Linked DNA regions of Sus scrofa: region 1 is linked to region 2. A link is a contact called in public HiChIP or PLAC-seq data. All regions are on one chromosome and are shown on one strand. The core of a region is the stretch at or near the end of the contact, and the rest is flanking DNA. Distances in the headings are between cores, read along the strand shown. Region 1 holds the start of ACTR3 (ARP3 actin related protein 3 homolog). Region 2 holds the start of SLC35F5 (solute carrier family 35 member F5).

The links. HiChIP or PLAC-seq counts read pairs in DNA pulled down with a chosen protein or histone mark.
Region 1: an H3K27ac HiChIP or PLAC-seq map of alveolar macrophages shows a contact between it and region 2. The contact joins the promoter of ACTR3 here to the promoter of SLC35F5 in region 2. A contact is called at or near these places in 3 of 5 promoter capture datasets (fetal liver, fetal skeletal muscle and liver), 19 of 47 Hi-C or Micro-C datasets (alveolar macrophages, blood, brain and 10 more) and 2 of 2 datasets of contacts at active chromatin or transcription factors (alveolar macrophages and skeletal muscle).

Annotation. Positions count from the first base shown.
Region 1 is chr15:20,102,376-20,109,669 of Sscrofa11.1, reverse strand. ACTR3 (ARP3 actin related protein 3 homolog) reads right to left here and starts at 4,509. Exons shown (of 12, transcript NM_001134343.1): 1 at 4,466-4,509. The coding sequence starts at 4,509.
Region 2 is chr15:19,968,956-19,976,107 of Sscrofa11.1, reverse strand. It overlaps SLC35F5 (solute carrier family 35 member F5), which reads left to right and starts at 4,444. Exons shown (of 16, transcript NM_001243692.1): 1 at 4,444-4,676; 2 at 5,516-5,606; 3 at 5,763-5,904. The coding sequence starts at 4,637.

The DNA.
Region 1 (7,294 bases), core at 3,260-5,759, 130 kb before region 2:
TTCTGCCTTTTTAACAGCATCTATTTCTCTTAAAAATACCTAAACGATCCAAAAGTGTCAAAGGCTCATCCTTTAATGTAAGGAGACTATTATACAGTGCCATGGTTCTAATACTTTTATTTGCTACAATACATCGGACAAGTAGTTTAACCTCTCTAAACCTAAATTTTCCAGTCTAAAAATGGCGGTAATACTTCTCAAGACGATATGAAAAGTAAATGAGATAATATAAAGCATTTAGCACAGGACCTAACACATAATTCTTGGTAAATTAATGTTAGCTATTAGTATTTCCTGATAAACAACACCTGGAAAGTAAATTTTTTTAGAGATTAAATTTAAGCAAAGTGACAAGGAAATGAGCCTGGGAATTCATATATCCAGAAAAAAAAAATCTAAAGCAAGTCAGACTTGCACAGAAAAGTTTCTCTATTTAATAATGCTAGAATTTTTTAATAAGATTACTTTAAGCAAGAATAGAGTTATCCTTACCAATACAAATAAAGTAACATGCATAGTTCTGAAAGGGGCTCAGGAGTCGCCATGATTTAACAGAAAGAATACAGAGCTTAAATACAAAAAAAAAAAAAAAAAAAAAAGTAAATACAAATAGCAACCCTCACCACCTGCTAACCACTCGACAATAAAAAAATTCTCTAATCCTATTTTCTCATCTGTAAAATGAGGTAAAAATAACTGTCAAAAGATTAAATAAGTTAAATGAAAAGCCGGACAAGTAGGTCCTCCACTAGTGAATCTTTCCCTTCTGTGCTTAAAAGCAAAATTTCTGAACTATCTTACAATAATAAGGCTGAAAAGTTCATTAGATACAATATATTCCCAATCCAAAGTCAATATTCCAACATAAAATTGGCAGGCAGGAAGAGACTGGCAGGAAGGGAAAGGAGAAAGAGATTTTAGGCAAGACTAAGAATCCGACTTCTTATAGGAGCATGTCTGCTATACTCAACTGCAAACAGCATGTGAAACAGGACTAGTGAAGGAGTAAGAATTTTAATGAATTTTTTGGTAGCAACCAGATACAGTGAATGTTCCTGCCCCTGGAGACAACAGGAGCATTATTATTACACAGTATGTACAGAATTCATGTAAGAAAAATGAACTTTCCACTTATGTTTTCTCCTACCCATTCAGCTCTTCCCTACTGCTCTCAAACAAGATCATCCTATCTGTACTAACTGCTAGAATGTGACCACAGGATGAATAGTACAAGCTCCTCATTCACTGACTCCAATCTTATATTTTAAGACTGCTATGAAGTTTAACTCAATTAGGGAAATTCCTTAATTCATTCTAGATCTGAATATATCCAAGAGCTCTACAATAAGGCTGTAAGAGCTCTGCTATTATAATCAATGGAAATAATTTACCAATGCAGTATTTATTAGGAAAAAAAAAAAGACATAAAAGGGAAAGAAAGCCTCACAATACAAAGCTCTATAAACAAGGTACAATATAATAAAAGCATGTAAGGAGTTCTTTTACATGGCTTGAATATTGAAGAACTCTAAGGGGAAACATGCAAAAATAACTTAGGATAATCTTAACTTTACAAGTATTACAATGTTTTAAAAAATGCTTAAAAAAAGGTTTTCCCCACCATTGGTAGCAGGTTTAATTCTGTACCCACTCTCTCAATAAGAATCTGTCCCCAAATTTTATTCTATATTACTATTTCAATACAAATTTTTAAAAAGTATATAGATATGGTATCAACATGAAAGAAGTATTTCTTTCTAAATTCTTTTCACAAAGAGTTGTTTCATGATCTGAGCTTAGGTAATTCTTTATCTTATGTCGAAATGAAGTCTCTATGCTGTAGGATCTCTAATTTTAAATTTGTGAATTAAGCTTCATGTTTCCTAAATCCTACAGCTCTTACCTTAGATCACCAAATTTAACAGATGGCCACTTTTTTCAGTCACCTTTTGCCTAACTTATATAATGAAATGGAATGAGCAACCTGATTTCAGTTATGCTTCTCATATATTATTAAGCATAATTGTGATTGATGAAGGCATTGTATAAAGCACAAAAGAACACACAAATTATAGGCGCGCAATTTGCATCTGGGGACACAGTATTCTGGAACATAAAACCCCCTACTAAGGCCTTATTTAGAGATGCTTATCACAGGCCTAATTTCAATGAGGGATCCTCTAAGTGCTAATAAATTGAAGGTGTAACTTTCCAGGAGTTGCATTAACAGGCAAAAGAAAAGGCCAAAATGCCCTTTGAAAACCAAAAAAATTGGATCACTAAAAGTGGAAGTTTAGATACTCACAGCTGTTAGAAGAAAGTGAGTAGAATCCTAATCAGTTCCATTCAAATCCATAAATGTTCAGTTAACCATCTCTCCTTGTGAAGTAAAACTAATGTAATAATGTAAAATAATAACTGATATACTAAAACAAAAATATCCAAGTATAGATTGAACCCCTCTCCCCCACACCTACTGGTCACTCAGTTTTAAACTCAAGTTTGTTCTATCAGAAAGAAGTCGCTTAAGGATAGTTAACCTCAACGAAATACTCAGCATACTAGTACAAACATCCAAAACTGTATTTCAAAAGAGGAAAAATGAAGTGAGGAAAAGTTAACAAGCTACTTAAGACGTTACTACATTATTTATTAGGGCAACAAATTATCTACACTAATTTTATTGACAAGGCAATAATTACTAATGCATAAAAATATTAATTATGTAGCAATATTTTTCACATTAACCAAACATACTTGAAAATTCTTTCTCAGTCAGGCTGCCAAAGCTAACTTTAAAACTGACCCTAAACATGAAACAATTCACCAATTGGACTAAGAAGGGAGGAGAAAAAAAAAATACTGGATCAGGGAAATGTGACTGAATTAACAAAAAATAACTTTAATAAGCTGTCCGTCAAAAAACTGCAAAGAAGTTCCAAGGCTAAAAGAGGCTGGTATTTTCTAAAGGAATGTATTAATAAATCAGTTGTTTCACTATGCATGGCTGGGATTTTCGAATCTGCTACACTTGGATAAAGGTATGAGCCTGTAGAGAGAAATTTTAGAAAGCAAATAGAGAGGAGTATACCATCCTTTAAGTAACAATAGTTTGCTGAATAATAAAAAAAAGGGAAAAAAAAGTTTAGCAATCTGCCGCTCTCTGCCCCCCCCAACACGCACACCCAAAAAACTGGAGTATTTGGGAAATTAGAGAAGTAATAATATTCTAGCACAGCATACACACGCACAAAAGAAAAGATTACTGTAACAAAGCGATCACTCTACATTAAAATATAGGCAATATTTTCTTCATAAGTGTAAAATGTGCTATAACTCTCTAAAATGCCTTTTAATACAAAAGGAATGACCACTTGAACGGCACTCTACATTTTAGTAAACTACACTACAGATCAGTGATAACTCCTTGAAAAGCAAACACACCCCTTTATAACTCTATTACCTTCTCGCCTTAAGATACTGTCACAGAATGAATCTATAAAACAATTTTCCTGGATGCTTCCCTTCCTCCCTCTCTGTGGAGACAAATATATTTTTCAAGTTCACATAAATTGAAACCCCGCACCAATAACTCAAGACTTTGAAATCTACTTAATTTTCAAAGTTCTAGTAAGATGTGTTCAGGTTGGAAACGAAAAACTACCTTATAAGGGTATAAAAGACTGAAAGCAGGAAGCGGCTTTGACAAAACTAAGGAAGTTGCAGCGCGCTTGCTCACTGGGGGACTTTTTTGAGGCTAGAGAAGTAACACATGACATCTTTCTCTCAAATTAAAATGTGACTTAGTTGACCGGTAGGAACCCAGTGGGAGATGGAAAAGACCAGGAGTCGAAAAGGAAGAGGAGGTGGGTGGTCAAATGAAAGCCCCGATCTAGGTTCCCATTTTCAGAGTCCGATTCTTCCCTTTCCCCACCCACAGCCCGGGGAAGAGTGTAGTCACAGCAATCTCTTGCAAAACCCAGAAGGAGCGCTTCTCTTTTCTCGCTCCTCTGCCGGGCCAGTCCCCGGGCTCCATTCCCCTCAGTCTCCAAACCCACGGGCAGACAGGGGTACTTAAGGGAATGGAGAGCCCGGTGCGCCTAGCTCGGGGACCACCCCCACGCGACCGCAGGCCCGGGGCAGGCGACGGTCCCCGCAGCTCCTCCGGCAGCGGTGCCCACCGCTCTGGGGGAAGGGCTGGGAGGGGTCCGCGTAGGAAGCTGCTCCCGGGAACCGGGCATGGGCGAGGGTTTCCTTGGTCCCGCGCCCGGCTCCCAAAGGATGAATCGAGGGGGACGAGGGAGGCCCTGGCTCCCGGCCCCACCCCTCGCCACCCGGCGGGGCTGGGACTGACACAGCCCGCGGCAGCACCTCGCCGCACCATTCATTTCCCAGCCTCGTCCCTACCCCGCCATTTTCCTGCCTCCGCCTCAGTTTCCCCACCCCCGCCCATCAGTCCCCTTACCCTGTGCCACAGTCCACCACACAGGCCGGCAGCCGTCCCGCCATCTTCCTCCTCGCCTGCTGCTGCTGCTGCCCCCGTCTGCTCCGTGCCGGTTGGGGCCAGGGATGGGCGGCGGGAGGTAGAAGCTATCTGACCATCCACGGCCGGGTCGCCCTCTCCGTCTGGGGGGGAGCCGGGAAGCCGAAGGCAGTAGCGAGAGAGCAGCAGGCTCGGTCAGCGGCTACCACTTCCGCAACCCAGGCAGGCAGGCAGGCAGGCAATCCCCGCCCTGCCCTGCCGCGGCCTCCTCCCCCTCTTTCTTCCCTCCTCCTCACTCCTGCCCCCACCCTACAACTTCTTCCCCTCACACCGCCTTTCCCCGGGAAGCCAAGATGGCCGCCGGCGCCGACGCCCCGGCCAGGCCAGGCCCAGGCCGCGAGCGCACCCCCTTCCGGCTCCGAGCGGGCGGGGCGAGAGGGCATGCGCAGTGAGGTGCGCCGCGGGCCGCCGCTCCCATCCTGACAGTGAGGAAGTCCATTTCGGGTGTTCCTGCAGGTAGGGGTGGAGGAGTCTGTCAGCGCCTGCAATTCTCCTTCTGAAGCTGGAAGGGGCTTTTAGTTTCAATTACTTCTGTGCTGGGTCGAGGAAGGAATGGAACCACACCCCTCAGCCACGAATACCTCCTCCAGTGCCCGAAGGAAAACGGCGTAATTGAAAACGTTGTCAGCGGCACACGTCCATTTTTAACTTGAGTGGCTTCTTTTCTGGGTGGAAGAGAGCGGTATCAGACCAGGGGTGAGCAGTTGAAGGAGGAATGAACAAAAGGCTTGCGCCACGGCTGCTCTGGCTTTGTGCGGTTTTTTTGTTGGTTTTTTTTTTTTTTTTTTCAGTTGCATTTGTGCATTGTTACAACACGGTTTAGACTGTAGGCCCTCCGGAGGGCAGGCTTGTGCCCACGAGAAAGGTAAACCTCCCGGGAATATAATCTACGTAATACACTGTACACAAATAAGCCGCGGACGGTTTTGGATGATGACAGGAGATTTCCCTCTGGAGTAGTTTAAGATTCTAATGTTCCACTTACAGGATTAGACCAAGGATTAAGGACCAAGAAATATAATTAAAAAAAAAAAAAAGATTAAAACCTGGAAAGCCTAGAACAACTTCTCAAAGTGTGCTTCACAATTACTTGGAACACTTGTTAAAGCACAGCATGCTGGGCTGCATCCCCTGAAGTTCTCTGATTAGGTTGTCTGGAGCCTGGTAATTTGCATTTCTACCAAGTTCCCAAGTGATGGTCTGGACCTCCCCCACCCACCAAACTAGAAAGTTAATAGCTTTCTTCTTCATTAGGCTTATCTTTTGATAAAGCGTGTAGATTTACTTATCTGCAACTGAAACAGAAATCCTTTTCCTAAGGATGTCTTATTATTCCAGAAGATCACATAGCAATGGTTAGACCAAACTGGGGGATGAAATACAGGTTTTTCATTCGTTTGGTACATAAGAATTGCTCACCCACTCTCTTATGACAGAGATATGCTCACCCTGAATATCCAGTAGGCACAAAAAAAGGTAAGGTCTCTGTTGTAGAGTTTACAGTTAAGTGAGAAAACATACAAATTGCATTAAGAGCAGTAGAAATCACAAAATTGGGCTACAAGAAATGAGGAGTGGGAGAATGGAAAGGAGGTAAAAGGCAGGGCACTGAAAAGCTAAGGGCTGTAGGATGGTAGGCGATCTGGGAAAGGGTGAGAAAGAAGGAAACCTCCAGGAAGTGGGAATAGCAAGAGTCAAGGCCCTGAGACCAGAAGGAGCTTGGCTTCTTCTACAAGTTGAAGAAAGATGCAAGTGGCCAAAGTGAAATGAGCCATGGCAGATGAAATGGGAAGTGAATCCTGAGAGATAAGGAAGAATCAAACAATGCAAAGATTCGTAGATTTCTCTAAGCGTCTTAAAAGTTTAGCCTACAAGCAACTTGGAAGCCATCAGAGACTTAAGCAATGAAATGTTGTGGCAGCTTTTTGTTTTGTTCTATTTTTCCCTACATGTAGAAGATGCTGTATGAGGATTCTTTGCTGCCTTTTCCGCCATCAGGTATTTAAGATCATTTGGGAGAGCAGGTGCTTGAAGATTAGCTCCGACAGAAGAGGGAGATGTGGATTGGTTGGAGTAGAGTAAAGGGTTTCCTGCATCACAGGTAAGTCAGACTAAATGGGTCATACCAAAGGGGTCCCACGGACGGAGGTGAGGAACTTAAACTCAGAGGAATTCTCATGCTTAGGAAAGCCCACGGTGGTACATCTTCAATATGGCTGCCCAAATGCTGGGCTTAGGTGGTGTCCTGGAAGTGATTACGTCAGTGTTCAGAAACCGCAATGCTCCCATAGTCCAAGCAGGTGACCTTGTGAGTGAAGAGGGCTGTGAGGAGGATTTGGCAAAGTGAAGAGCCCATAGAAGAAAGTAGAAGATTGTTGCTATGAAGGAATGCAGGCCCATTGTTGCCAAAGCTTCCCTTTTTTCAAGAAAAGTTGGAAATCTGTATTTTTATGTGGTGGCAACTAATTATTTGAAGGCTATATCTGACCGGTGGACTGCTGATTTTTCAACGTTTGATTTGAAAGGCTGTTTAATGTTTACTTGCCTGTTATATTCAAATATCATGTCACTGCTCAGTACTGGATCTCATTTCATAGGCTTGAGGAAACCTGCCACAGTCTCTCTCACACAGTCAAGCATGTCCTTTGTCTTAGAGACTCTGTTAGAAGCATTTTAGAGCTTCCAACACTTGTGAGAAGTGTCATTTGTGTAGGTTCCTCATAATTTGTCTACCCAAATGCTTTGCTTGCT
Region 2 (7,152 bases), core at 3,195-5,694:
TTATGGTCATGAAAACAGAAAGCTAAGATGGACCTGCACAAACAAACCTCATCCCTTTAGCTGCCCCCACATACTTACCTCCCCATGGTTGGTTGATCTCTTAAAAGTCTGAAACTCTTTTTCTCTGTCACATCTCTACAAATTATTGTTGTTTTGATGTTGTTAAGATGCTATACTAGCACAAGTTCTAACCACCTATTTGAGTCATTCTTCATTGAGATGTCTCCCAAATGATGTACCCTGTGTTAATAAACGATGTGTTTTCCCCTTGTTAACCTGTCTTTTGTTAGTCTAATTTTACAGGGCCCCAGCAAGAGAACCTAGGAGGGTAAAAGGAAAAAATAATTCTTCCTCCCCTACACTCATTTTCTTTATTCTCTTAGGAAAAAAAAAATCATTCCTTTACTCCCACCCCCATCAAAATAGCCATCATTAAAATGGAGCTCAGGGTCATCTGTTTTCTAAAGCCTTCTGAAGAGATCATGCCTGCAAAACTCTGGTTTGTGTCCTCAAGGGCATGGCAGTTGAGTGGCCATCAATCAAGCACTGTCTTGGGATGCCTAGTCTATGAATGTTTGGAACTTTTATTCCAATCTGTTGATATTTTGCTCCTCCAACCTGCCTGTAAACCCTTTAAAATCTAGGATTTGATTGTATACAATAAACCCCCAAGACCTTAGATATCTCAGAATTTCCCAAGGTTATGACTTTTTTTTTTTGGTCTTTTTCCTTTTCTAGGGCCGCTCCCTCAGCATATGGAAGTTCCCAGGCTAGGGATCGAATTGGAGCTGTAGCCACTGGCCTACGCCAGAGCCACAGCAACTCGGGATCCGAGCCGTGTCTGTGACCTACACCACAGCTCACGGCAATGCTGGATCCTTAACCCACTGAGCAAGGGCGGGGACCGAACCCGCAACCTCATCATTCCTAGTCGGATTCGTTAACCACTGCGCCACGACGGGAACTCCCCAAGGTTATGACTTTTATATGACATTATAATAGCATAGGATTTACCACATAAGGCAATTCAAATTCAAAAGCAGTCTCATGTACAATAATTAAAAAATTGTGAACCTCAATCCATTAGACCATGTCTTAGACACAAATCAAGTATTTGTCGAGCTATGTGTGCAGCACTCTGGTAGTTACTGCAAAGAATATGATACTACACATACAACTGTAAGAGCAGACTCTTGTGAGACTGTATACAAAGGGACAAGGGCAAGAGTGTATATAAAAATAGAACTCTGACCCACAACCTCTGCAGCAATCATTTCAGAAAGGTAACCACAATTTGTGTTGGCAGTTGGCCCCAAATGACCAGGATTTGATCAAAAACTGCCAGTTTCCTAAGTTTCTGCCCTATTCCCAACTTAGGACCAACCAGAGAAAGGCAACTATGTACCCCTTACCAACCACATTGGATGCCTTGCTTCTGGTTAGCCTTCCTTGAGCTTCCCTGTGCCAACAATAGGAGCATATGTGAAACCTTTCCTCTTTTCTACTATAAAGTGTTTACACTTCCCTGCCTTTGAGTCTCTGCCAAATGCAGGTGATAGGGGTTGACTGCCTTGCCATAGCAAGCTCTGAGTTACGAAATTTTGCTTGTTCTCATTTGAGTTTTTTTTTTTTTATCTATTTCCACACTTGGAATTCACAGAATTATTATAAGTGGATTCAAGTAACTAGAGGCTCCAAAGACTCACAGTCATTTATAATTTTACTAAGGCTTGAATTCGAAATGTAATCTTACTTTATAGCATGGGGAACTATATCCAATCTCTTGTGATAGACCATGATGGAAGATAATATGAGAAAAAGAATATATATATATATATATATATATATATATATATATATATGTACGACTGGGTCACTTTCCTGTACAGCGGAAATTGACATAACATTGTAAATCAACTATACTTAGATAAAAAATTTTTTTAAAAAAAGAAAAAATGTAATCTTTGATACAGGTATATGGGAGTTAGTTAACTAGTGACTGCCCTGTACCACACAGAACCTTGCTTTTATAGTCATGCTGTGACATAACTACTTACATAGGAAATTAGTCTCTAGATTTTTTTTTTTAGGTGTCAGACTTAATAACTGATCAATCTTTAGGGTCTACTACTGAAAAGATGTCATAAAAATCTTTGAAGAGTAAAAAGGAAATTAATAAAAATGAAAGAGCAATCTTAAGCCTGTGAGACTATGAAAATAATGGCGTCAACTGAAATGAAGATATGAGAAAGAAAACAGGCTTAAAAAGGTCAAGATCAAGGTACAATGTTCACTCAACAAATATTGACTCCTAATTCTGTGTTAGGCACTATTCTAGGTGCTAAGGATATAGTGGAGGACAAATATCCTTGTTCCTGTGGAATTTATACTTAAAAATGTAGCCAGTTGAGATTTAGTAGGGAGGGAACGGTAAAGATACAATTTTAAAGACTTAATCACTTAGAGATAAGAATTAAAGTTATATCAGAAAGCAGTTTTCTAATACTTTGAAGTAACTGAAGACTTGGCCTTGGGCAAGTTACATGGAGACAAAAGAAAGATGCCTGAAGTCAGGATAGTGCCACAGCACAGAAACCACATCAAGGCCTGTTGACTAGGAGGAATGGAATTTCCTTCAGAGTGTGCAGGGGAAAATGTTAATGGAAGATTAACCTAGGACTAGAGGCACTGTCCTTCTTCAGATGCTCTGGAAACAAGTGGTAATAATAGTAACTTGTACACATTTATAAAGTACTTACATTTGCATTATCTAACTAAAAACAGGTCAGCATACTTAATAGATGGAAAATTGAGACACAAGAGAGAATAATAACTCTCAAAATTACACAACAAATTCGGGTCAGATTAAGAATTAGAACCTAATTTTCCTGACTCTTGCAGATCTCAGGAGAAATCCATAATGCTTTTTTTTTTTTCCAGTCTATCTATCATAAATGTAGCAAAAAAAAAAATTTTAAGCATATTATGAGCCTGACACCCTAAAGAAAGTTAATGAAAAAAAAGAATAAAGCAGGAACTGGAATAATTTGATTAATGTCTGCAATCAAATATCCTCTACATAGCAATTTTAAGTAAATGGTTAAGATTTTTCTACTCTGCACGACAGATTTCTGAATAATTATTAAAGGAGCTTGATGCTAATAACTTTATAAGGAATTGACTAAATCAACACACACAAAAATGTCTGTTGGTATTACGTTACTAGTATTTGAACATATATTCAATTTTAATAAAACAACAGATTTAAAAGATAAGAAATGCACTACATTGTGACTACAGAAGAAAATTTAATTTCTGGAATTCCTGTGGTGGCTCAGCGGAAACAAATCTGACTAGCATCCATGAAGAAGCAGGTTCAATTCCTGGCCTCACTCTGTGGGTTAAGGATCCAGCCTTACAGTGAACTTTGGCATAGGTTAAAGGCTGGGCTCAGATCCCGCATTGCTGTGGCACAGGCCAGCAGCTGTAGTTCCTATTCTGGACCCCTCGCCTGGGAACCTCCATGTGCCTCCGGTGAGGCCGTAAACAGACAAAAAAAAAAAAAAAAAGAAAGAAAATTAATTTCTTTGCACCACCTCATAAAGATGTTACAAATGCGCTATAGTAGACAACTCCGTTAAATTACAAAACCTTTTAGTCTCGTTTTCGTTTTTAAATAGGATTCAGGACGCTGGCCACGCCTTTTTTCTTACAGGATATTCAAAAGATGATTTAAAAAAACCTATACATTTTAGTAATTATTAAACATTTGTTAAATTCTATGTGCCATGAATTATATAATCCCTTCACATCTGTATAATCATGTAAACTTGAAATGTATATAAAAAATGAGACAATACTATAATTATGCCCACTTTCAGATGAGGAAACTGAGGGCCAGGGAGGTGAAGTAGCTTGCCCTAGGGACACAGCTTCTACTTCTAGGGGGCTGGTATCTAGTTTACATGCAAACGTTTCCAGAAAGCATAAGTTCCCCTAAGCCTCTTTGCATTTTAGTCCTCTCCTCGGGAAAGGAATATGCAGTTTCCTGGCCAAACTGTAAGAAAAGGGGCTGCTAGTTGTCGCTCTAGTACGGGGCCATCTGGAGGCTCCACCACCTCCCGGATCCCTCGCTCCGCTCCAGCAACCCACGCCCGCTTCTACTTCCACCGCGCCCTCCTTCCCTTCCTTCCTAACTCCGCCGTCGCAGTTGAGTCTCTTCGCTCAATGTTCGGCACCTGGCAGCAGTCGGTTTAGCGATGCCAAGTCACCCTACGGGAGTACACTCCCGCCGCCCGCCGTCGCGCCGCCGTGACGTAACCCGCGCGCCACCGACCTCGGCCGGGGGGGCGTGGCCAGGGCGGGCTGGCGGGCAGGCCGGGGGCGGGGCCGGGGCCAGGGTCCAGCTCCCGGCCAACGCGGCCATCGCTGCCTGCGCGGTTCCTAACCTTCGCCCGCTCCCCGCCCTCCCGGGCCGAGCGGGGTAGGGTGGCATTGGCAGCCTCGCCCCGAGGGGCACCGCGGCTTCAGGGACTGGGCCGCCAGCGCAGCGCAATGTCGGGCGCCACGACAGCTCTCTGAGTCCGAGGCCGCGGCCGTGGCCCTGGGAGGCGGCGGGTCCGGGCAGGGTCCGCTCATGGTGCCTCCACGACGCCATCCCGGGGCAGGAAGGCCGGGTAGGTAGCCGGGGGAGGGCCGCGAAATCACCCAGAGCCGAAGCCAGGACGGAGGCCCCACGGACAGCTCCGGCCCTTCGGAGCCAGCAGATGTTCTTTGGTGTCTGGGGCGGGGCGAGGGGGAGGCTGACGGGGTGCCGGAGCTGGGTCCCGACTCTGGCAGTTGAGGAAGCTACTTGTGCGCCGCCGCTTCGGGGCTTTAATCTTCCCTGGGGAGGCGTCCCTTGGCTTAACTTTTCTTTTTCCTCCGAAAAAGGAAGATTCCCTTTAACAGCTGTTTTCTCACCACTTCGTGAATGATTGTTGTGATCTAAAATAAGTAGACACTGTGACAGGGGTGGGTGGGGAAGCCTGGAGGATCCTTTCCCTTTTACCACGTGAGGTGTTTGGAAACGCCCCCCGCCTCTGGTCCGAAGACTCACAACAACAAATCACTTCCTCTCATATCACCCAATTGCACTCGAGATCAGGGACAGAAAATACACTTAGAAACAGGTGCGTGGCTAGACAGTATCCCCGGAGTGGATAACTCTGGAGAGAGTGGCGAGGAAGGCGGATTTATGAAACTCGAAGCTGTTTTTCAGTAGTTAACTATTCATAAAGATGCCCTTTGTTGAGTATGCCTCCCCCCCTTCCCTTTACCAATTTCTTCTCTGAGTTTAATTTGAGATGTTTATTGGATAAGAAAGTCTAGAGAAAAGTGTCAATTATATTTAATATACTTTGATATTCTTCTTTCATTTGTGTTTATTTTGAAAGTGAAGAGTAAAAATGATCTTATGAATCTTATAGTTGAGTGGTTGATGTTTTCATAAGCATCATTTTGTGGTTGTTTTCAGGTGCGCTGAGTTCTTCACCTCCGTTTAGACTCAGATCTGCCAAGTTTTCTGGCATTGCTTTTGAAGATCTCAGAAAGGCCTTTAAACTAAGGTAAATTCCATACCTTTCACTTACTGGATGACTTTCAAATTGAATATTAGCTTAACAAATGTTGGATGTTTCTGTTATACTACTTTTCTTGCTTTTATAATTTAAAAAAATTTTTTTAAAATCCCCTCTAATGTGATCTGTGTTTTCTAAAAACAGACTGCAAATGGTGTGTGTATTTATCATGAATCGAATGAATTCCCAGAGCAGTGGTTTCACTCAGCGCAGGCGACTGGCCCTAGGGATTGTTATTCTTCTACTTGTTGATGTGATATGGGTCGCATCCTCAGAACTTACTTCGGTATGTAATTCTCATCTAGGAATGATGTTCTGTATCACTAGCTCTCATGCTTACTTAAAGCAGTATTTTGAGTATTGTTGAATTTTGTTTTCTTTGATAACAAATTAGTTGCAGTTCAAATTAAAATGGAAAGGATACTCTGTTTTTTCAGTTTTCTTATATTTTTTAGGGAGTTTAGAAGATGAGATGCATGCATATTTTTTTAATATTTGTGGGTGTTTGTTATTTTCTTAATTTCTTTTTTTATTTATAATGATTTTTATTTTTGCCATTATAGCTGGTTTACAGTGTTCTGTCAATTTTCTACTGTACAGCATGGTGACCCGGTTACACATACATGTATAGATTCTTGTTTCTCACATTATCATGCTCCAACATAAGTGATTAGACATAGTTCCCAGTGCTATACAGCAGATCTCATTGCTTAACCATTCCAAAGGCAATAATTTGCATCTATTAACCCCAAGTTCCCAATCCATCCCACAATTTCTTTCTTTATAAATATTATTTTCTAGTGGAACAGCAATCTAGGATGCAAAACCATTTGGCACCCTTTGGTAGAAAAGTGAGAATGCTTTTGGACAGGTGAATGAAAGTGATATGAGTTTTTCATGTTCAGGTCACTGTTGTACACATACATGGGTGCATGTACATTTATATGTTTGGTAATTCAGATGTTATTGTGAAGTCTCCATAAACAGTGATTGCCTTTAGTTAATTTTTTTTTTTTTATTGATGAACTATGGGTAGTAATGTATTTTGAGTTTTTCTTTCTACTTGTTTAGTTATTTTATTTTCTTGGTTAATGATCCCTGTAAAACCTTATTTTCAGAAATTATTGCATTTCTGTTTACATATTACTGTCTTAAGGCAAAAGGAAGACTGGCATTCATAAAATGAACTTAAATGTCAAAAGAAGCAGTTTGTTACTGCTGGTCATCTCTGATCGTAGCTAAGTAAGAGTTGACCTTGACATTGTATCCAATAAATTAATAAATTTTTTAGCCTTTTTGGAATTAGGCTCTGGAATACAATAGGCCATTTATTTTTCACTGTTCAACAACCTTTTTTTTTTTAGATTAACATTCTGAAGTTTAGCCACAAAGAAATCTCTTTAATCTTGACAGGGAAATAAGTTTATCTTTTAAATTTTATTTTAGTTTTAAATAAATAGTTTGGCTTTTATTTATCATGTAATAAAATTTAGGACAAAAGACCACCTGATTAAATTATAATTTAACAATCCAT